3 separate regions of the Mus musculus genome follow, and regions 2 and 3 are each linked to region 1. Evidence: chromatin contacts called from public Hi-C and HiChIP or PLAC-seq data. All regions are on one chromosome and are shown on one strand. Each heading gives the region's core, a stretch centred on a gene start, on an enhancer-like site or on the middle of the called end of the contact. The rest is flanking DNA. Distances are from core to core; before and after follow the strand shown.

Region 1 (3,818 bases), core at 621-3,120:
GAGACTTGGCTCTGAAAGACAGAATTGTCTCCTGATAAAGCTTTCCCCACCTTGTATACAAAAAGAGCGGGCGACTGTTAAAACTGGGTGAGGAGCCTCTACCTGCTGTACTTGTTTTCTTCGATGTACTCAAAATACCCTCGGCCATGATCTTCTCGCGGTCTTTTAACGCCTCTCTTTTTATCTCCACCTTTCTGTTCTGTTTTGCCGTCTCCTATAACGACACAGAACACCGCCTTAAAGCATCAGGCCGAAAACTAAATAATGCAGTTAAGCACCTTTTGTGTTTCGAGCCTCAAGAGCTGTTACTGATTATTTTTTTCTGACTGATTCTTTGACTTTTTTAATCGACAAATGAAAATAAAAAAGTCTGGACTTGGACTGGACACAGTGACGCAGTCTGAAGACTGAACTTGCCAGCCTACCGCAACCTTCCAGAAAGCATTTTTTAAAAAGAGTTTAAAAAAAAAAAAAGCGGGACACCGCCCGGGCCCACGTGCGCCGGCCGCGCTCAAACGAGGGGGGGGGAAGCCTGGGCCCACCTCCCCTCCCCCACACGAGCCCGCGTGCCCCGCCGCCGCATTGTACTGAGCTTCCGCCCCGCTCCCCGCGCCTGCCGCCGGAAGTGACGTCACCACGAGCCCCTGCGCTCCTTGCACAATACCGCGGCGCTAAGCCGCCAAAGCCCGCCCGCTCCGGGACCTTCGGGCTTCTCCCCTCCCCCCACCGCCGACATGTGCCCGGACCGCGCGCACGCAGCGCCCCAGCGGCCGGCGCTCCCGCCCGGCCGGCCCCCCCACCGCGGCAGCTGCAGCGCTCCCCCCACCCCGGCGCCCGACATACATAATGGAGGCGCCGCCGGCATGGCGAGCAGAGCCTCCCGGGGCTCCCCCGCCCCCACCCTCCCGCGGCGCTCGCCCCGAGGGGCCCCGGCAGGCCTGGGGCACGGTCCCCACCGCCACGCGCACCCATCACGCAACACTCACCCGCCACCTTCCGCCTTCTTACCTCCCGCCTGCTGTTGGCCCTGCCTCGCCCCTGGCGGCGCCACCGTCACCGCGAAGAGCGAGGTGGGGCCGCTGCTCTTGCCCGCGGCCTCCTTGCCGGCACCACGCTGCTGGGAAGGCTGCTGCTGCGCCGCCGCTGCCGGCGGTTGGGACTGCTGCTCCCCGTGACCGTTCTCGTCGCCCGCGCCCTCCTCCTCGTCGCCGAGCTCGTCTTCCCCCTCCTGGAAGCCCTGGTCGTCGCCGTTCTCGTCTTCCGACGCTGCCTCCTCTTCCTCCATCGCGCCGGCGTCAGCCGCCCCCGCCGCCCCGTTCTCCTCGCCCAGCTCCATCTGGTCGCCGTCCAGAGCGGCGATGCCCTCCTCCTCCTCGTCGTCTTCGGCGCCAGCCGCGGCCTCCTGCTCTAGGCCCGCTCCCGAGCGCCCGGCCGCATCGCCACCTAGGTCGAGACTGCCGTTCCCGGGCTCCATGGCGGGGCGGCCTCCTGCCTCGTTGTCCAGCGCGGCCTGGAGTCGATCCATGAGATCGGCCTTGAGGCCCTTGTCGGAGAGGCGCCGCTTCTTGAGCTCCTCCTTCAGCTCCGACACCTTCAGCTTCTTGACATTAACAGGCGAAGAACTCATGTTGAGGGCCCCGGTTCCCCGCTGACTGCTGGCTCCCTCGGCCTGTGGCGGCGGCGGCTGCTGCTGGTCGGCCCGGGCGGCGGCTGCGGCTGGAGATGGCTGAGTGCTGCTGCAGAACGGACCCGCCTGGTGTCGAACGGCGCCAATTCCTTTCACCGAGTTCGCGAGGCAAGACGCGGAGACTCGCCCGGCGCGAGCGAGCACGCAACGTCCTCTCGCAGGGGCGGCGCCGCGCACGTAATATAGGCGCCCCGCCCCCTGCCGAGGCGAGGCCCGCTAGAGCGGCTGCGCGCGCAGGCCCCGCCCCGCCCCCACTGCGCGACCTCCGCGCTGGGCCGGACCGCGCAAATGGAGGCTCTTAGAAGCCACCTTTCGGTTAAACGGACCCGCCGCAGTGGCCGCCGGCCTTTCCGGCTCTTGAGCCGCCGCGCTCCACCGGCGCTCTGCCTTCTGTGTCCTGGCGGAGGCTCTCCTCCACCCGCCTTCAGTCCTCACCTGGCATTTTCCACTCGAGAACAACCTCCTTTCTTCCATCTTAGTTTAGTTTTTTGGTTTTCGGGTTGTTTTTTTTGTTGTTGTTTCTTGGGTTTTTTTTTTTTTGTTTTGGTTTTTGTTTTTTTTTTTGTCCCTCCGGCTCTAGGTTTAAAAAACTCTTCAAGTTTCCACCGCTGCCCTGTAGAACACCCATAGGCGATTGTTATGCAAAGGTGGTGTTTTGTTTAGTTTTTCCACCATTTAACTGCGTTTTTAAATTTTACAAGTCCTGCCTTGCCAGTCGGACTTATTTTAAGTTCCGCAAGGGCGAGGCCAGAGCCTTTCTTTTGTCTCTTCCCCAACCAGTGGTGCAAGGTTTGGGAAAGAGGCTTGCTGTACTCCACCATGCCTAACAGCCATATAGAGCGGGCCTTGTGTTGCTACTCACCGTATTTTCTATTGACCTTTGAGTAAGCCTTAGATTTTCATGGAAGTTCCCCTCGTTGTACTATAAAGATAGGCCTCTGTCCCCTGCAAATCTGATCCACCAGTTTGGAGACCCTTTAATTACAGATGAGGAAGACAGCCAGCACCCAGCTAGATTATGCACTTTGATCCTCTCCCTGTTTTTTCAGCCACTCTAAACATGTTTGTATACCTGCTGACTTGTCTACAAACTGGTAGTAACAAAAGGCTGGGATTTAGTAAAAAAAGAAAACACCTGTAGTTCTATTACTTGGCAGAGTGAGGCAGAAGTATCAAGAGTTAAAAGCTAGCCTGGGCTACTTAGTAAATTCCAGGCTTATCTGGGTTGAATACCAGACCCTATCTCAAAAAAGAAAAGAAAAAAAATTATGATTTGTTTTCTGGCATTAAATATGTTGTGTTCTTGAAACTTTTATATAGAATTTAATTTCTACACTGGGGCCTTCCTGTGTAGATTGCACCCAAGCTATGCTTGGTGGTACATGTGTATAATTTCAACACTTGGGAGATACAGGTAAGATGATCAAGAATTCAGTGTCAGCCAGGCAGGCAGTGGTGACACCCAAGTTTGGCTCCAGCGCTCAGGAAGCAGAGGCACCCCACCCACCCACCCCCATCCCCTCACCCCCACCCCCACCCTGTCTATGAAGCCAGTTCCAGGACAGCCAGAGCTACACAAAGAAACCCTGTCTCAAGCTAAGCAACTAAGCAACTCAGTCAATAAAATTCATTGTCATCCTTGGCTACAAAAGTTCAAAGCCAGTAGGAGATACCTGAGACCCTGTCTTTACAAAAACCAAGCACACCAAAATGTGAAACTATATATACTGGTGCACTGGTGCTCTGGCAGTAAAGCTGTGGTCCCTGTATTCCTCCTGTTCATCTGAAACTTAACGGTACAGAAATGAAACCTATCTGTCCAATATAATTTAACCAATTAATAAAATGATTTGTTTATTTGGTTTTTTTTTTTTTGAAGGGTCTCTGTGGCCAAGGCTGGCTGTCTATGCCTCCTATGCACTGGAATTAGAAGCATGCATTACTGCTCCCTGCTGCAACCATTTTTAAAAAGCATTATCCCTGGGGGGCTGGTCAGACATCTTAGCAGTTAAGAACACTAGCTGTTCTTCTAGAGGTCCTGAGTTCAATTCTCAGCAACCACATGGTGGCTCACAACCATCTGTAATGGGATCCGATACTCTCGTCTGGCATTCAGGTGTGCATGCAGATG
Region 2 (3,818 bases), core at 597-3,096, 910 kb before region 1:
AGAGGCTCTTTCTGCCTCAGTTTCTCTAGTCTGGAAAATCCCTCACAGGCATGCCTAGAAACTTTCTCCTATATCCCATCTCGTTACAATCAATATAAACCATCCCAGGTGTGTACATCCCATCCTTGGGGTCCATTATATCAGCCCAAGCTCAACTCATTACACGTACATTTCAGACACTAGATAGCAACAAAATGAAAGACACCACAGGCATGTGGACTGTCTTTTAATGAGGACCAAAATGCTTCCACTCACACGCCCAGAGCTCACCATATGGGTATCTAGCTGCAAAGGAAGCTGGGAAACAGTTTATTTGAAGGCATCATGTACTTGAGTTTTATCACTAAGGAAGAAAGAGAACTGCTGGGAGAGTAATGACCAGGAAAAAAAAGAAATCACTCAAGTTAATCACTGAGAACGTACTCCTGCTCGGGAAAGTCGGCTTGTCCAAAGTGCAATTTTAGATATGCATCTGTATACATATACATATGGCCATTTTCTTGTTTATAATTAAAAATAAATAAGCAGGATGAGGGTGTAGCTCAGGGGCAGAGCTCTTGGTTTAGTGTGAACGAGGATCTCGAGATTCCATCCTCAGGACCATAAAAGAAATAAGATGGGATGCAGATGGTTACCATATCCATCCCATTCTTAGCCCATCATAATTCCTCTGTAGTCAGTGAATTAGGCATCCTCCGATGTGTGGTATCACTTACATGAATCCTACAGGAAAAGAAGAAGGAGTCCACTCTGCATTGCGGTCCTCGCTGTGCAGAGAGAAAATTACGTGCATATACAGGCATATAACAACAGGCTGCAATTGTCTCAATGACTGCAGCAGTGTTGAGATTGTTATACTGATCTGTGGATAGATAATCTCTTCTGAGCCCATTTATGTCTGTGAATGTGTTCATATGAACAAAAACTTGCTGGATTTTCCATCTCTGGGATGCCGACCACCAAACGGAACCATGGAGAAAGTATGGGAGAACAGACAAATCATAGACAACTCTCTTTAAATTAGTTAAAACGATAGACACCTTTATGTTTTCTTTCTGTGGACTGTAATTTACTGGTTGGTAGCATACACACTAGACTCACCCCCTCCCACGTCCTACAATGTTACTTATAATTTGTATCCCACTGCAGTAAGTTTTTAAATTGTATCTATTCTTAACACCATATATTCCCTAATGACACAGATCCTACTAAATATCTGGAGGCTTGAGTGTCCCCAGCGATCTGATGGTGGGGACATCCAAAACCTGGACTCTTATATCCCTACCAGATAGGATCTAAATTCCCACTGAAGGTGCATGCTGTTAGTGTCATGACTATTTTCAACAGAAACAGAAACTACGTGGGTGTACTGGTCCCTGGGGTGCTGTAAGGCAGCCAGCCGGATGTCAGATGCAGGTGGTCTGACCCAGAGACAGACTGCTTTCCTGTGGCCGCACATCATCCCATAACCCAGCAGAGGGATCATGCCAACCAGGCACAACCGCAGAATGCTCAGGGCACATCCCTCCCCAGGACAGCCTACTGTCTAGTTAGAAAAATAGCATAAGGATGGATATACAATGACCTGACTCTCAAATCCCCTCTCCGTAGGAGCACTGAGCATCAGCTGAAGTGGCCTGGGAGGTGTAGAATCAGTACTGGGCGCTTCATTTGGAACTGCTGACTTCCGTAGGTGGGACACTTTGCCTTGCTTTGCCTCAGGAAGACAGATGGGAACCTTCGAGGCAAAGGTGTTGGGGAGATTTTCCTCCATGCAAATTTTATCTTGCCACGGAATCAAACACCAGTCTGTTTCGGTATGCGCTCGCTCATTTCCTCCGCGCCACACGAGTCGTTTATTTGCAATCACGTTCGCATATTCTGGGCACTGCACATTGGTTCAGTTCACAAGGGGACGGAAACAGATAAAGATTTTGTTAATGGATCCCTTTGTGCATAAAAAGAACTCCCATCTCCCCTCCCACATGCTGTCCCGAATTCCCCTCTTCCTCCTCCAAGTCTTACTTTTTTCTCAGAATGTCTGTGTGTGCCGCATGGCAGTGATTTTCCCTTGGTAATTGCCTTCTTCAAGAAGAAACTTTACAACAGTGAACCCCCACAACACTGTCGTATAAACCAGGGCTGCTTCGAGGCAAAAAAAATCAAGTTGAAAATTATACATTGTGAGTTTTGACATTAAAAAAAGAAGAAGAAAGACTCCCTTCAACACGAGTAGAATTTTGACTGCTGTCCCCAAACATTTACATTTAAATGATAGCCTTCACCAGACCTGTGCGCACTTGATTTTACAGTATGGCGTTCAGAGGAGATAAATGGTGACTTTATTTCAGCATATTCATCTTACAAGTCTGCCTCATTCTGCTTTCTTTTCTTTTTCTTTCTTTCTTTCTTTCTTTTTTTTTTTTTACAAAAGTAGGGTGGAATTCTATGAAAATCTCCGTTGTGGAAACGGAAGAGCTCATGACTTGTCTTGGTAGGGGTCTGTGCCCTGAGATGGCAGTGGCCAGCTTGAGGTGAGAGAAGCATACCTTCTCAGAGTGTCCCCAACCCCAAGAAAGGATCGTGGTAGCAGTAGCTCTCTTTCCCTTGCAATAGCAACAACAAAATGATGCCACAGACAAAAACTGTCATGTCCCACCCACTCCATCTGTCCTTTGCTGTGCACCCACGGCTCCCTCATTCTACAAATTAATCTTTCACACATTTTTCAACAAAAAAAGTGTTAATGTTATAAAAGAAAAAAACAAGGAAAACAGAAAGGGCTGTGTAGAAAATAAATTAAATTTAAATTTGATGGCAGTTATGACTTTTTTTATTGACTATAGGAGCAAACAGTCACATCAAATTGGTGCCACTGGCATATAATTAAAACTACAGGGCACCCTTAATGATCTCTGACAATGATCGCGTGTGTGGTTTTTTTTAAATATAGCATGCACATTTTGTCCAATTTGGGTCTTTTTTCCTGTTGCTTTTGTCCTCTTTCTGAGTGGGTATTATTCATGAACCGAGTCTTTATTATCTATTTGGCCATCTGCATAGCATTGGCCATAGTCCCCTGTATTGTAATTTTGAGTGAAAATAAGGGCTATGGGAGATTGCAGCCCTAAAAATAATAATACTAGCAGTGAGAACTCAAATTTAAAAAAAAAAGAAAAAAGAAAAAAGAAAAGAAAGAAAAAAACCATGAAGGAAAAGACTCGGGATGGAGGTGAGGTTTAGAGGCACATGGCAAGGAGGTCAGAAACATGTAAACCATTTTGGGAATGGGATCTGGACGTTCACGCTGAGCAAAGCGACGTTACTCCCGTTGCTGAGAGGCCCTGCTGGATGGGATGCTTCCTCAGGCTCCAGTGTCGTTCAAAGAAAATAAAATCCTCTGTTTTCTCGAAAGATCCTCTTGTTTCAGAAGATCCTCCTGTTTCGAAAGTTTGTAGACCTCATAATGCAGTGGTGGCCCCAAATTCTAGCGCCGCCGTGCCCTTAAACTGATGATCACGATGTTACTTCTTGAATGCTCAGGTTTGCCCATACCGGGTCCCTTGTTTTTAGTTCAGTGAATGGAGATTTTCTAAAAATAAAAGATAAGAGATAGTATTTCTCATGGAAAAAAATGTGGGGACTGTAACTATAACTTAGTTTTAGGTAAATCACTTGCCTCGCGCATGATTTGGGTTTTATCCCCTAAAACGGATGTGCATAAATGCATGTGTGTGTGTGTGTATACCTGTATGTATGTATATATGTATGTATGTGTATGTATTTGGTTATGTGGATACCTGTATATATGTATGTGT
Region 3 (3,818 bases), core at 911-3,410, 610 kb before region 1:
ATTTCAAAACTGTAGAAATTAGAGAAGCAAGCTGAATCACCAGGAAGGAACTTCTCCTCATCTCTTCAGTCTCCCCAAAGACTTTCTCCCAGTGTGGCACTCTTTCCTCACCGCTACCCTCATCCCCCAAGTTGCCTTTGGGTGTTTATCACAGCGATAGGAAACAAACCAACACTGGCTTAGGAGAGAGAAGACATAGCATTTGACTATAGAACAATCTCTAAGTGCAGATTGTTTTTAAAAACCCAGTGGCTCCTAAGCAAAACAGACAGGGAGAGAGATTTGTAGTGGGGAAGGGAGGTTCATAGGAGAGGGAGACATAGGAGAGTAAATGTGGTCATAGCTTTACCTAGGACTGTCTGTAAGCAAGAGAAGGGAGAGGGAGGGGAGGGAGGGAGAGAGTAGTCAAGGACAGAGGTTTCCTCACAATGATGAGTCCTGACTGTAGGCCACCTGCACGTGGGGCCATAAACCTTTGACTCTAGTGTTCTTTGGCCCAGGGAAGTTATGGGTTAGCAAGATCAAGATCACTCACACTCTCTGTAGATGTGGAGACAGTCCAGTGTTGATGGTAGGATCTGAGATGTACTATGTTCTCCTGTACAGGGCCCCTGCACCAGTGACTAGAAACTCCTCCATCTTTAAAGTCACCTTTCCATGAGGCAGGGAGAGATGTCAGTGAGGAGGCCTGAGGAGTGTTAAGTGTCATGGCCGGCTGGCGGATTGCATTTTCCAAGTTGGTGACTACAAGGGATGTTTGTAGATGGCAGGGGAGGGATCCTGAGCACAATTGCTCCATACTGGAAGGAATTCTGATCAGCTAGGCACCAAGACACTACACACTGCCCCAGTAGTAGCCATAATTTAATTAGTGATTAATTAGATATGCATACTAGTCTCTCTGGGTTGAAGATTATATTACTTTAAATATTCTTTGTTTTTCTATATTACCTGAATTCTGGAAACAGGTGTTATTTTTAAAACAACCCACCCCTGTTTACTTGGGGGGGGGGAAGCAGCATGCAGCACACATGTGGAAGTCAGAGGACAACTTACAGGAGTCAGTTCTCACTTTTTAAAATTAACGTGGGTCCCAGGAATTGAACTCTGGTCTTCCGGCTTGGTGGCAAGTGTCTTTGTCCACTGAGCCATCCTGTCAGCTTAAGGGAATGTTTAGAGAGTCTATGCAAATGAGAGAAGTCTCTTTAATCATCACAGAAGGAAGGAAAGATAATGAAGAGATGCTGTCCCCAGCTCATGACTCCCCAGCAGACACTGGAGAGAGTTATTTAAGGATTATACTTCCAAACTTGAAAATCTGAAGAAGAAAAGTCATAACTGTCCTGATGGCTAATCTTCACTGTCAACTTCAATCTCCTAGGAGACACATCCCTGGGCATGTTGAGGGGGTGTTTCTAGAGGGGCTTAACGGAAGTGTGAAAACCACCCTGGTTGTGAGTGACATCATTCTACAGGGTGGGACCCAGACTGAAAGGAAAAAAAAAAAAAAAAAAAAAAAAAAAACAGCCTTGGCCCAGGCTTCCTGTCCATGCCATCAGGAGCTGCAGATGAATATTTCTCTTCCTACTTGCAAACTTTGTTTGATCGAGCCCTGCCCTGTTTCCAGGCCAGCCTCTTGTAGACAATGCCAGTGTTTGTTTTGGGCTTAGTTTTGCTATGGTATCTGAACAACCATTCTACAGCCATTCTCTTTCCTGGCTGAGACTCGCTTCTCTGTGTAGTTGTGCAACAGTGATGGTTGGTGGCTTGGTTTGAATCATATTCCTGAACAATTAAAAACCTCTTTCAATGGCTTTAGTAGCAGCGGCCTTCCATAGACTAGTGTCATTTTAGACCAGGCAGTGCTGGATTCCTTTGTCCCTGTGACAGCCCTTCTCAGTTCCAACTTGCAAAGGACACATGCAACACCAGATCCCTGACCTTACGTTCCCCTTGAAGCAATGTTTGTAGAAAAACAAGTTTAGTGGTTGATAGTCTGGGTCACTTACCTGTATGGTTTCTCCCTGACACCAATTTCTGCCCTTACGTTCTATGCGCAGCTATGCTTTCTGTTAGAGACGTTCAAAACAGGCTTTCTCTAAGCCTGAACAGCACTGCTTAGCACAACTTTCCACTCCACCGTGCATCATAATCCCCTTTGAGTGATGTAAAGGGATCAGGTCTCACAGCTCTGCCTTGTACTTTTCACAGCATGCCCCACACAGAGGTGGCTCAATTTCTTGCTGCCCTCAGAGGAAAACTTCTTTGAAGAAGGAGGCCCCTGCCCACTGCTGCCCAAGCCAAGCCGGTAATGCAGCAAGGCTCTTACTGCCTGGGCCTCTCTCCTCTCACTCCGTGGCTACATGGCTAAATGAGAGGATTGCTTTTGCTTTTTGTTTGTTTGCTTGGTTGGTTAGTTGGTTGGTGGGTTGGATGGTTGATTGGTAGGTTGGTTAATTGGTTTGGTTTGGTTTGGATTTTCAAAACAGGATTTCCTCTGTGTTATCCTGGGTGTCCTAGAACTCACTCCATAGACAAGGCTGGCCTCGGATTCAGATATCTGCTTCCTAAGTGCTGAGATTAAAGGCACAAGCCATCACTACCTGGCACATTTTGAATAGGTGCTTACAACTTACAACTTTATGGTTGGAATTCTTTGCAAAGCTAGGAATTCTTCCCCCCAACTCGACTCAGGTGTTAGGTATGTGTATATATCTGCGTGCGGGTATGTGTACATGAGACCTGCTGCCATGCTTCCTGCCATGAAAGCTAGCAAATCCCCTGGAGTTGGAGGTTCAGGAAGTTTTAGCTGCCTGAGTACTGGGAACTGAACTTCGTCCTCTGAAAAAACAGCAAGCTCTTGAAACCGTTAAGCTATGTCTCTGCCCCTAAAAATTATTTTAGAATGTGAACAGTGGTCTACTTGGGATGTTTTGAATATTTTTTTTCTCAGTATTTTATAAAAGTTTGGTATACCCAGCTGCAGAGCAACCCTGCAGCCACGGGGCTAAGCAGGTCTAACACCCCTATGCTGTCTCTATGTTGTCATGTGACTATGTTACCCTGAATGTCCTGAATACAGACACAGCTCTTCCAAGGAGAAAGGGCTTTACAAAATGTATCTAGAAAGTCAACAGGTACTATCTACACACAGCTGATAACCCTACACAGCTGATTGCTATGGTTTGGATGTAATCAGTCACCAAAGGGTTTCAGGTGTTAGAAGGTGTTGGGAACACTAAACATTAAGATTAACTATTAATATATGGTAACTATTAATATATTAATATTCTATAATATTAATAACTATTAAATATTAAGATTAAGAATTACAATAACTGTGGCAATGTAGAAATTATCTCACAACATTAAAAAAAAACAAAACCAAAGATTATTTTCTAGAAAATAAATAATGCCGCTTTAGATATATAAATTATGGATGCCTTTTCTATTATAGCATTATTTTTCTGAGCATATTATGTTTTCAGTTTAAAAAAAAATGTTTTATGATGTCCAAGTCAGCTATCCATTACTATAACAAAGTCTGAGATAATCAACTTATAAGAATTGTATTTTGGCTCACTGTGGTGGTCTGAATGAGAATGGCTTCCATAGGCTCTCAGTGTTTGAATGCTTGGTCCCCAGTTGGTAGAACGATTTAGGAAGGATTAGGAGGCATAGTCTTACTGGAGTAGATGTGGCCTCTTTGGAGGAGGTGTGTTAGAAGGGATAGGCTTTGAGGTGTCAAAAGCCCACATCAGGTCTAGTCTCTCTCTCTCTGCCTGCAACTTGAAAAACATGTGAGCTTCCAGCTACTG

Evidence for each region. A called contact is a pair of places that touch in the nucleus more often than the background predicts. HiChIP or PLAC-seq counts read pairs in DNA pulled down with a chosen protein or histone mark.
Region 2: a Hi-C map of B cells shows a contact between it and region 1, with 5 read pairs. The contact joins the enhancer-like site here to the promoter of Hnrnpu in region 1. A contact is called at or near these places in 3 of 39 promoter capture datasets (liver and pre-B cells) and 2 of 484 Hi-C or Micro-C datasets (B cells and uterus).
Region 3: a contact with region 1 is called in an HNF4G HiChIP or PLAC-seq map of pancreatic cancer cells. The contact joins the promoter of 1700016C15Rik here to the promoter of Hnrnpu in region 1. A contact is called at or near these places in 2 of 115 datasets of contacts at active chromatin or transcription factors (bone marrow-derived macrophages and pancreatic cancer cells).

Annotation. Positions count from the first base shown.
Region 1 is chr1:178,335,945-178,339,762 of GRCm38.p6, forward strand. Hnrnpu (heterogeneous nuclear ribonucleoprotein U) reads right to left here and starts at 1,871. Exons shown (of 14, transcript NM_016805.3): 1 at 1,009-1,871; 2 at 103-214; 3 at 1-11. The coding sequence starts at 1,627.
Region 2 is chr1:177,426,620-177,430,437 of GRCm38.p6, forward strand. No RefSeq gene overlaps it. Among named protein-coding and RNA genes, the nearest start is that of Zbtb18, 14 kb to the right of the region's middle. Within about 2 kb of position 1,847, at least 36 of the 459 cell types and tissues checked have an H3K27ac peak or open chromatin away from gene starts, as enhancers often do. A contact at or near this core is called in B cells and pre-B cells, where this site is marked.
Region 3 is chr1:177,727,654-177,731,471 of GRCm38.p6, forward strand. 1700016C15Rik (RIKEN cDNA 1700016C15 gene) reads left to right here and starts at 2,161. Exons shown (of 6, transcript NM_027077.2): 1 at 2,161-2,308. Gm30115 (a long non-coding RNA gene) reads right to left here and starts at 2,422. Exons shown (of 5, transcript XR_373742.2): 1 at 2,010-2,422.